Regions from separate parts of the Macaca mulatta genome. Here region 1 is linked to region 2. Evidence: chromatin contacts called from public Hi-C data. All regions are on one chromosome and are shown on one strand. Each heading gives the region's core, a stretch centred on a gene start, on an enhancer-like site or on the middle of the called end of the contact. The rest is flanking DNA. Distances are from core to core; before and after follow the strand shown. Region 1 overlaps RPN1 (ribophorin I). Region 2 overlaps LOC704951 (intraflagellar transport protein 122 homolog).

Region 1 (3,837 bases), core at 631-3,130, 230 kb before region 2:
GCTCCTCCCTCCCCACCATCCCCCACAGGCAAACCCTTCAGATGTGGTGATGGCCCCTCCTGATGACCCTCCCCTCCGGCCTGCCTTTCCTGATGCCCAGCACTTCTGCTGTCTGCTCCCTTTTGTGTTCCCTGCATTTAGTCCTGGACCTGTCACACCACATATGGAACCAAGGGCCTGACGGAAGCTGAGACTATAAAGGGCTGGGCTGGGGGCACCATGAAGGGTTTGGCCATGGTAGGCGACAGGCTGCATCATTCAGCTTTCGCTTCAGGGCTAGCCGAGTTTGAATATTCTCTCTTCCTTCCCTGTCATCTCCCATACCTGTCCAGGCAGGTGACAAAGCAGTCCCCAGATCTCAGGTCACCAGCCCCAGAACCAGGCCAGGGTCCCAGAGTCAGGCCCAGCTTCAAAATGGCGCCGGGCCTCATCCAAAGCATCAGGCCTTTGCAGAGGGCCCTGGGGTACACTTGGGGGCATTTCCTGTCTGAGCCTGCGGCCCCCAACCGCTGGCAGCATGGGCTTCCGGCGGGGCTGCGGCCGGGGCCTGCACTATCAGCTCGGCACCAGACGCCCGGTCAGGATACTTGTGGTGAAACTGTGAGGGTGCGCTGAGTCCTTTGGGGTTTTCTCCCATGACAGCCTCCAAGACAAATGGAAGAGAGAAAGTGACACCCAGCCCTTCTTCAGCCGTGTTTTCCCCTCCCTGAGCCAGGGTTCAGGTTCAAGGCTGGGGGCCTGCCATGCGGCCACCTATGGCTACAGGGACATCCCAAAGCTGCAGCCATGGAGGCTGCCAGGACCAGGCCACTAGGGTCAGGCATCTTGGCCAATGCTGGACAACAGGCACTGTGGCCTGGGGATCTGAATGGGAGTGGCAGTGGGTGGGTCACTCCTATACGGCCACATGAGAGCCACAGAGAAGGTACGCTGGGTCTGAGACTAAGTGAGAGGTGTCAGGTGTCTGGGGCATGTCACCTTGAGCCAAGGGATGCCCGGCCTGAACCTGGCTTTACACCTAGGGCCCCACTTGACCTCCTCTCTGAGATTTACAAGGGGGAAACTGAGGCCCTGTTTACAACTGGGGAAACCGAGGATCAGGGAAGCGCAGGGCTGCGCGTGGCCTAGGGCGCTCCGTCCCAGCAAGCAACGGATGTGAGGCCATAGGCGGGGAGGGCAGCGCTGGATGCCCCACTGGGCCCAGGGATGCACCCAGCACAGGATGCTGGGGGAGCCACCGGCCTTGGCCAACCCAGCTAGCCCTGCGGCCTTCCAGGGCAGCTGAGAGCCCAGATCCCCATGGCTAAGCCCCTCAGCAGCCCAGTGGTCCTGAGCCCACCGACCCCAGACCCAGTCTTAGTCCAGGCAGAGGCGGCCGTTTACGAGCCCACACCCGTAGGTGGCGCCACAGCCGGAGAATTGGCTTTGGTTATGTTGGAGCCGCGCTGCCTTTAAATTAGGAGCAGCCCCACGCATGCGCGACTTTTCTAGCCAGAGCCCGCCGTCTGCGCCTGCGTGCTCGCCCATACTCCCTGGCGACCCCTAGTGACGCGCTGCAGTGTTACGAAGGGACACCAGGGCGCAGGCGCAGCTGGCTCCTCAGGCCTGCGAGAGGCCCGCCGGCCCAGCAGAGGGCGCCCACCAATCTGCACGCGGGCCCAGCGAGTTCTCTTGGTTTCGGCCAAGCTTTCTGACGGCTCCTAAAAACGGAGAGAAAGTTTCAGAGAGAGTAAGAGGATGAAGAGAGCTGGTGAAGCAGCTGGGCAAATGGCCCGAGGTGGTATGCAGTCGCAGTAAAACAGGGCCCCCTCCGTGAGGCGCAGCCGCCCAGGGGTTCCCTAGGGAAGCAGGGGCTGCGGCGGACGCCTCTCGGGCAGGTCAGGGTATGCACCTTCCAGCAGGGGCTCCCGAGGCCGGGCGTGCGTGCGGCCAGGTCCATGGGCACACCATTGTGAACACTGGTTAAACGTGGCCTCCACGGCTTCCAACCCCCAGGACAGAACCAACCCTCCGCCCCCAGCTTTCGGGCCAGAGCTCGGTGAGACCGTCACTGTTTAACAAGCATTTGCTATAGGCCATCTTGCATTATGACTGCACGTGACGCATACAGCCATCCTAGGAAGCAGGTAACAGCCCTGCTTCATTTTGCACGGAAAGGCTTGCCTAAGGTCACAGGGAATGGCAGGCGTGGGATTTCCATCCAGGGATCCTACTGCAGAGCCCCATTCTGGAGGTTCTTCCTTCTTGCTCCTCCCATTCTTCCACTGTCCTTGGATCCCCCATTTTCCCCTGCACAATCTCTTAATCCCTATGTTCAGCTTCTCATTTTCAACTGGATCCTTCCCAGTGGCATTCAACACACTTGGTGTCTCCCACCTTAGAATAGAACATTCAAGCTGCACATCCTTCTGTAGGCCCTCACTCATCCCATTCCCAGCCTGTTTGCGAAATGCATTGTCAGGATTCAAAGAAAGCCTCACATCGGTCCAATTCCCATCCCCACACCAACACAGTTCTCAAGTCACCAATGCGTAAAAGGCTTCAGTGATCCACCCCTATAGCCAAAAGGCACTGCTCGGTCTCTTCAGCATTCGCTGATGGTTCACTCCTGGAAACATTTTTCCACTTGGCTTCATGACACTACGTAGTCCTGGTCTTTCTCGTCCCAGGTGAGGACAGTCCTGGTCTTTGTCAACCCAAGTGGCCACTATTACTTCGTCATCCTAATGTTCAGTTCTGGATCTCTTCTTATTCTACACCCTTCCTAGGCACTGTCCCCTGCCACAGCCTCTTTCTCACCTTTTCCATAACCTTGTCTAGGCCCAGCAACCCCACATTTACCACTGTCACACCAGACCTTAGAGTTCCAGGCCTGAGTATCCACCTGCCCAGGGACATTCCCACTTGGATGTCCCAAGCACCTCCATTTTGCCATGTCTGAAACAGAATTCAGTATCAGTTCCTCACAACTGGTCTTCTACAGACTTCCCCAGTAATCCCTCAACCCACCTGTCAATATTTAGGCTGTTTGTAAGCCACTCATGCAAACATTCAGTAACCCAACTACGTGTCATAGATTGGTCTGAACACCTAGCTGTTAACATAAAGATGAGCACATCAGATAAAACTCCTGCCCTATTGAAGCTAGTTCAGTAATCACACACATTCCAACTGTGGTATATGAGGTGGAGAAGAGGTACAAAGGAAAACAAGAGGGTACCACAGGAGTCGACTGAGTGTGGCAGGCTGTGGATGGCTTCCTGACACAGTAACCTTAAGATGTTGCATGAGGCTGAGCAGGAATTCATTAGGTGGAGACAGGGAGTGAACCCCTGCAGAGAGGAAAGAGGGGCAGAAAGCCTGGCACTCACTGGCACTGTTGATTCTCCACCTGACCTTTCAATCCCTTGCCCCTTGAGAGGAACTCTCTCTGCTTTGCTCATCACTGTTGCCTTGATGCTGAGTAAAACATGACTCACAGGAAGGATGCAAAAACTACAAAAACGGAGGCCTTACTCCACTACTCCATTCTGTGACCTAAGCCACTTCACCTCTTTCAACACTCTGGTACCTCTTTCAACACTCTGGTACTAGAATACCTCAGTGTTCTAATAAGTAAAATGTAAATACTTGCCTTACAAACCTGCTGAGAAGCAAATCCATTATTTAGTAAATAAAAAGCACTTGATAAAAGCACTATTCCCAAAATTAAGAATTATGAGAGATCTTCAACAGACCAAAAACAAATGTTCACAGTCCCTGCTTTATTTCCATTTGTTCACACACACTTTAAAAAAAAAAAAAAAAAAAAAAAACACATGCACTCACAAAATACCC
Region 2 (3,715 bases), core at 633-3,132:
CCTTTAGCTGGCAGCCTTCTAACTGCTTGGCTTTCGTCCTCTCCCTCATTGCCTTCTGGACATTCATTCTTCCCATGTCCTTTCTTCTTGCACCATGCACACTGGTCCCTATCTAGTCTTGCCTGATTCTTGGGTCTTTGCCTGATTTGACCTCTTCCTTGTCTGCACCTATGTCCACGTCCTCTCACGACACTTGCCCCCGCTTCTGTAAGTGCTGCTGCCAGCAAATCGGTCTTTTTCCTGAGTCTCTGATCAGCCTCCTTCTTTGCCTCCTGATCATGGTTAACATACACCTTGGTCAGGTCACTTCTAAAAGCTGAGTGGCAATCACACCTGCAAAGCCCTCTAGCTTTTGCAGCGTCCCCCTAATGTCCCCCTGGGCTTTTCCTACAAATGCTGTGTTCACCATGTGCTGATTTTCAGTGGCCTCAGGGTCAAATGCGGGAGTATAAAACTGCAACACCTCACAGAGTCTCTCATAAAACTGGCTAGGGCTTTCATCAATTCCCTGAAGCACCTCTGAGATCTTTCCTGTATCGATGGCCTTCTTTCTACCCTCCCTTAATCCTTGCACCAGTGCTTCTTGGTACCTCTGTAGGGGCTGAAACTGGGCTGCATCATTTGGGTCCCAGTTAGGGTCTGCTTCTCGGAACTGGCCCTGAGCATAAGCCTGAACATTAAGTGTGCCTTCTCGCGCGTTGGCTTCTAACCAGTGGAGGGCTGCCTGGGTTACCCTCTGGCACTCCTCAGTGTTAAACAGCACCAGTAGGAGCTGTTTGCAGTCTGGCCAAGTTGGACTGTGTGTCAGGAAGATGGAATGCATTAGATCTGTGAGGGCTTGTGCTTCTCCATGTAGGAGGGAGTACGGTGTTTCCAGTTTAGGAGATCAGTGGTTGAAAAAGGCTGGTAAATGAAAGTTTGTTCTCCTCCTTGCACTTGGCTCTGTTCATTATAATAAGGGGTCCCCTTGTTTCCCTGAGAGGCATTTGCATAGCCTGGGTGCAGCCAGACTGGAGGCAGCCTGCTTGATCATTCTGACTGTCCTCCTTGACCTCCTGGGGTGAGGGCTCAGATTTCTCCCTCTGGGGTGTAGCCTGGGGTGTATCACCATCTGAGTCTGGCTGCTCAGGGGCCAGCCTTGGTAAAGGGTGGGTAGATTGGAGTGTAGGGAGGAGGGGTCTCTATCTCCTCTGGTAGTTCCTGCAAAACTGGTTTTTCCTGTGGCTTTCCCTTTGTCTCTGTAGCTGACAGTGAAGCTGAATTCTCTTTCACTTTTGGCTTGACTCAAGCCACTAGCGTTCTGCAATAAGCTAATAGGCAGGGCTACATTCAGCCATGAGTCAATATAAGGGAACGGGTCTGGATGCCCTGGCTGTTCTCTGACCCTAGTCACCACCTGATATACACGGCCAATTGTTTATCTATCTATAGTCCTTTAGGCCAGCCACCCTACACCAAAAGAGGGCCATTCTATTTCACAGAGAGTTCTTAACCTCTGGGGGGGTCAACTTGATTCCATAGTCCCCCTTATAACCTTTCTTAAAGTTCTTTAACGTACATTCTAACGGGGTGGGTTTTGACGACTTCCCTCCCATTTCCTCCTTTTTTGGCACAACACACTCACTCTCACTTTCGCTTCAGACTGATTAGATCATCTCCCTCGCAGGAGTCTTTCAGACGCTGCTTATCTTTGGAGTGATTGTTAATCCCCCCACAATTTAGTAATTCCTGAGCCATATGTGGTAGCTCATGTAGGATGTTCGCCACTAGTCCTGATCAGTCCCACACTTTGCTTGGAGCGTACGGTCTACGCTAAGAGACCTGCAACCCCCACACATCACTCCCTGTGTTGGTTCCTCCTGGAACCGTCTCTTTCATATGCACCCACACACTTCCCTGCTCCGTTTCCTTTCTCAACCAACTTAGCAAGCCACTCTCGCATCCTGGGTCGGTTGGGGTGTAGGTTTCATCAGAAATAGCGAGCCACTCTCGTGTCCTAGGTCAGATTACTTGTATGCTCTGGGTGTCAGTTTCATCTGACTTTGTGAGCCACTCTTGTATCCTGGGTCAGACTACTTGGTGCACCCCCAGGAGCTGATCAAGTTCCCTTCTACCCTTATGGGACAGGTCCTGCCTTGGGCCCCAAACCTTACTGCGGTCCTGAAGTGTGCTGTTCCTGGAATCATCCTGTAGCCCCTTTAGGTTCCGCTGCACTGTCAGGTAGGGGCACCAGACCACAGGAGAGCTGATCTCCCCTCCGGGTTGAAGTTCTACCAATGGCACCTGGGGTCACAGGTCTCTGCTGGCCCGGGGCTCCAGTCCCACAGGCAAATGAGACAGTAAACCTGTTGTCTCTGCTCCTGGCTGGCTCGCCAAAATGTTGTGGGAATCAGGAGACTGGAGAGATCAATGGGTGAAACAGGAGGATTTCATTTAGGTGGCCACTGGCCCAGCGAGTTAATATCCAGAGGCTGAGCAATGAACAAAGACCAGGCTTGACTTTTATTCAGGTGACTGAAGGGGAGTGGCTAGCTAGTGGTGTGAAAATTGCGGGGTGGGGAAATCAAGCTTACGGAAGTAGAACAAAGGCAGTTAATCAAACTGTGACAGGTTTTGCAACTCAGACGTGTCTTGTGACCTTTGCCATCCTGCACAGATGGGAAAACAGGAACTTATAAAATCCTTGCAAACTTGCAGAAATAGTTATGAAAATAGTTATAAGAGCAGAATAAAGAATGATGGCATGGGGACAGAATTCCAGGGGGATACTAAGAACTTGTTTTTCTCATCCCTGCTCTTGGAACCCATTTCTTTGGGGCCCCTGCCTGGCCTTGCAGATAATGTTATCATAGCTCCAGCTAGACTTGTTTTCCCTTTACTTGTTTTTCTTATATCTCCTGCTTCAGGACAGTGCAGCCAAGAAAGGCAGAGCCAGCCTGCAACTGCGCCAACCGAGAGCCAGGCTGGGGAGCCTTCTCTCCTGCTCCGGGCTTCTTTGCACACTCTTTGTTCAGCCTGTCTGTCAGTAATGGAACATCCACAAGACAGGACAAAATGCAGTTGTAAATACAATGCAGTGGGGCCCAGGCAGGAAGGAGGGGTGCTGGCTGTAAAAGGGTGGCACAACACTAGGCACCTTGTGGTGGTGGCCATGTTCAGTGCCATGACTATGGGGGGCGGTTACACATGCCAACAAGGGTGGGAAAATTGTCCTGTAGCTTTGCACACTGTTATCATTGTGGGAAACTGGGCAAAGAGTATAAGGCATCTCTATATTATTTCCTGCAACTTATGTGAGTCTACAATTACCTTAACATTTTGCCATGCTGGATAAGAACATTTACTGACACAGAACCATGCTTCAGGAGATTGCTGAGTGAAAAGGCCAGATGACGAGTTTATAGCCAGCACTTCATAGACAGTGATAGGGCTGCCATAACCGAATGTGAGGTGAAATGAGAAGATGGCCATAGAGGAAGGGATGAGAAGTCTTGTTTACAGGCCAGGCTAAGGGAATACAGTAAATCTGAGGTTCCATCTATAGGTAGTGATACTTACACACATAAAAGTCATTAAACAGTATTTGCAGTGTGATTCCACCTTTGTTTAAAAATGTTATAAAATCACATGCTCCTAATTATATATTATGCATACATTACATATTCACACAGAAAAGGTCTAAGCAGATGTATTTCAACATGTTTAGGAGCAATTC

What was found. A called contact is a pair of places that touch in the nucleus more often than the background predicts.
Region 1: a Hi-C map of blood shows a contact between it and region 2, with 4 times the contacts expected there. The contact joins two enhancer-like sites. A contact is called at or near these places in 7 of 14 Hi-C or Micro-C datasets (CD4 T cells, blood, cortical neurons and 4 more).

The regions. Positions count from the first base shown.
Region 1 is chr2:155,338,939-155,342,775 of T2T-MMU8v2.0, reverse strand. RPN1 (ribophorin I) reads right to left here. Exons shown (of 10, transcript NM_001195652.1): 10 at 3,798-3,837. Among named protein-coding and RNA genes, the nearest start is that of RPN1, 28 kb to the right of the region's middle. Within about 2 kb of position 1,880, at least 24 of the 40 cell types and tissues checked have an H3K27ac peak or open chromatin away from gene starts, as enhancers often do. A contact at or near this core is called in blood, where this site is marked.
Region 2 is chr2:155,107,993-155,111,707 of T2T-MMU8v2.0, reverse strand. The region is part of intron 5 of LOC704951 (intraflagellar transport protein 122 homolog); the gene reads right to left. Among named protein-coding and RNA genes, the nearest start is that of ACAD9, 22 kb to the right of the region's middle. Within about 2 kb of position 1,882, at least 11 of the 40 cell types and tissues checked have an H3K27ac peak or open chromatin away from gene starts, as enhancers often do. A contact at or near this core is called in blood, where this site is marked.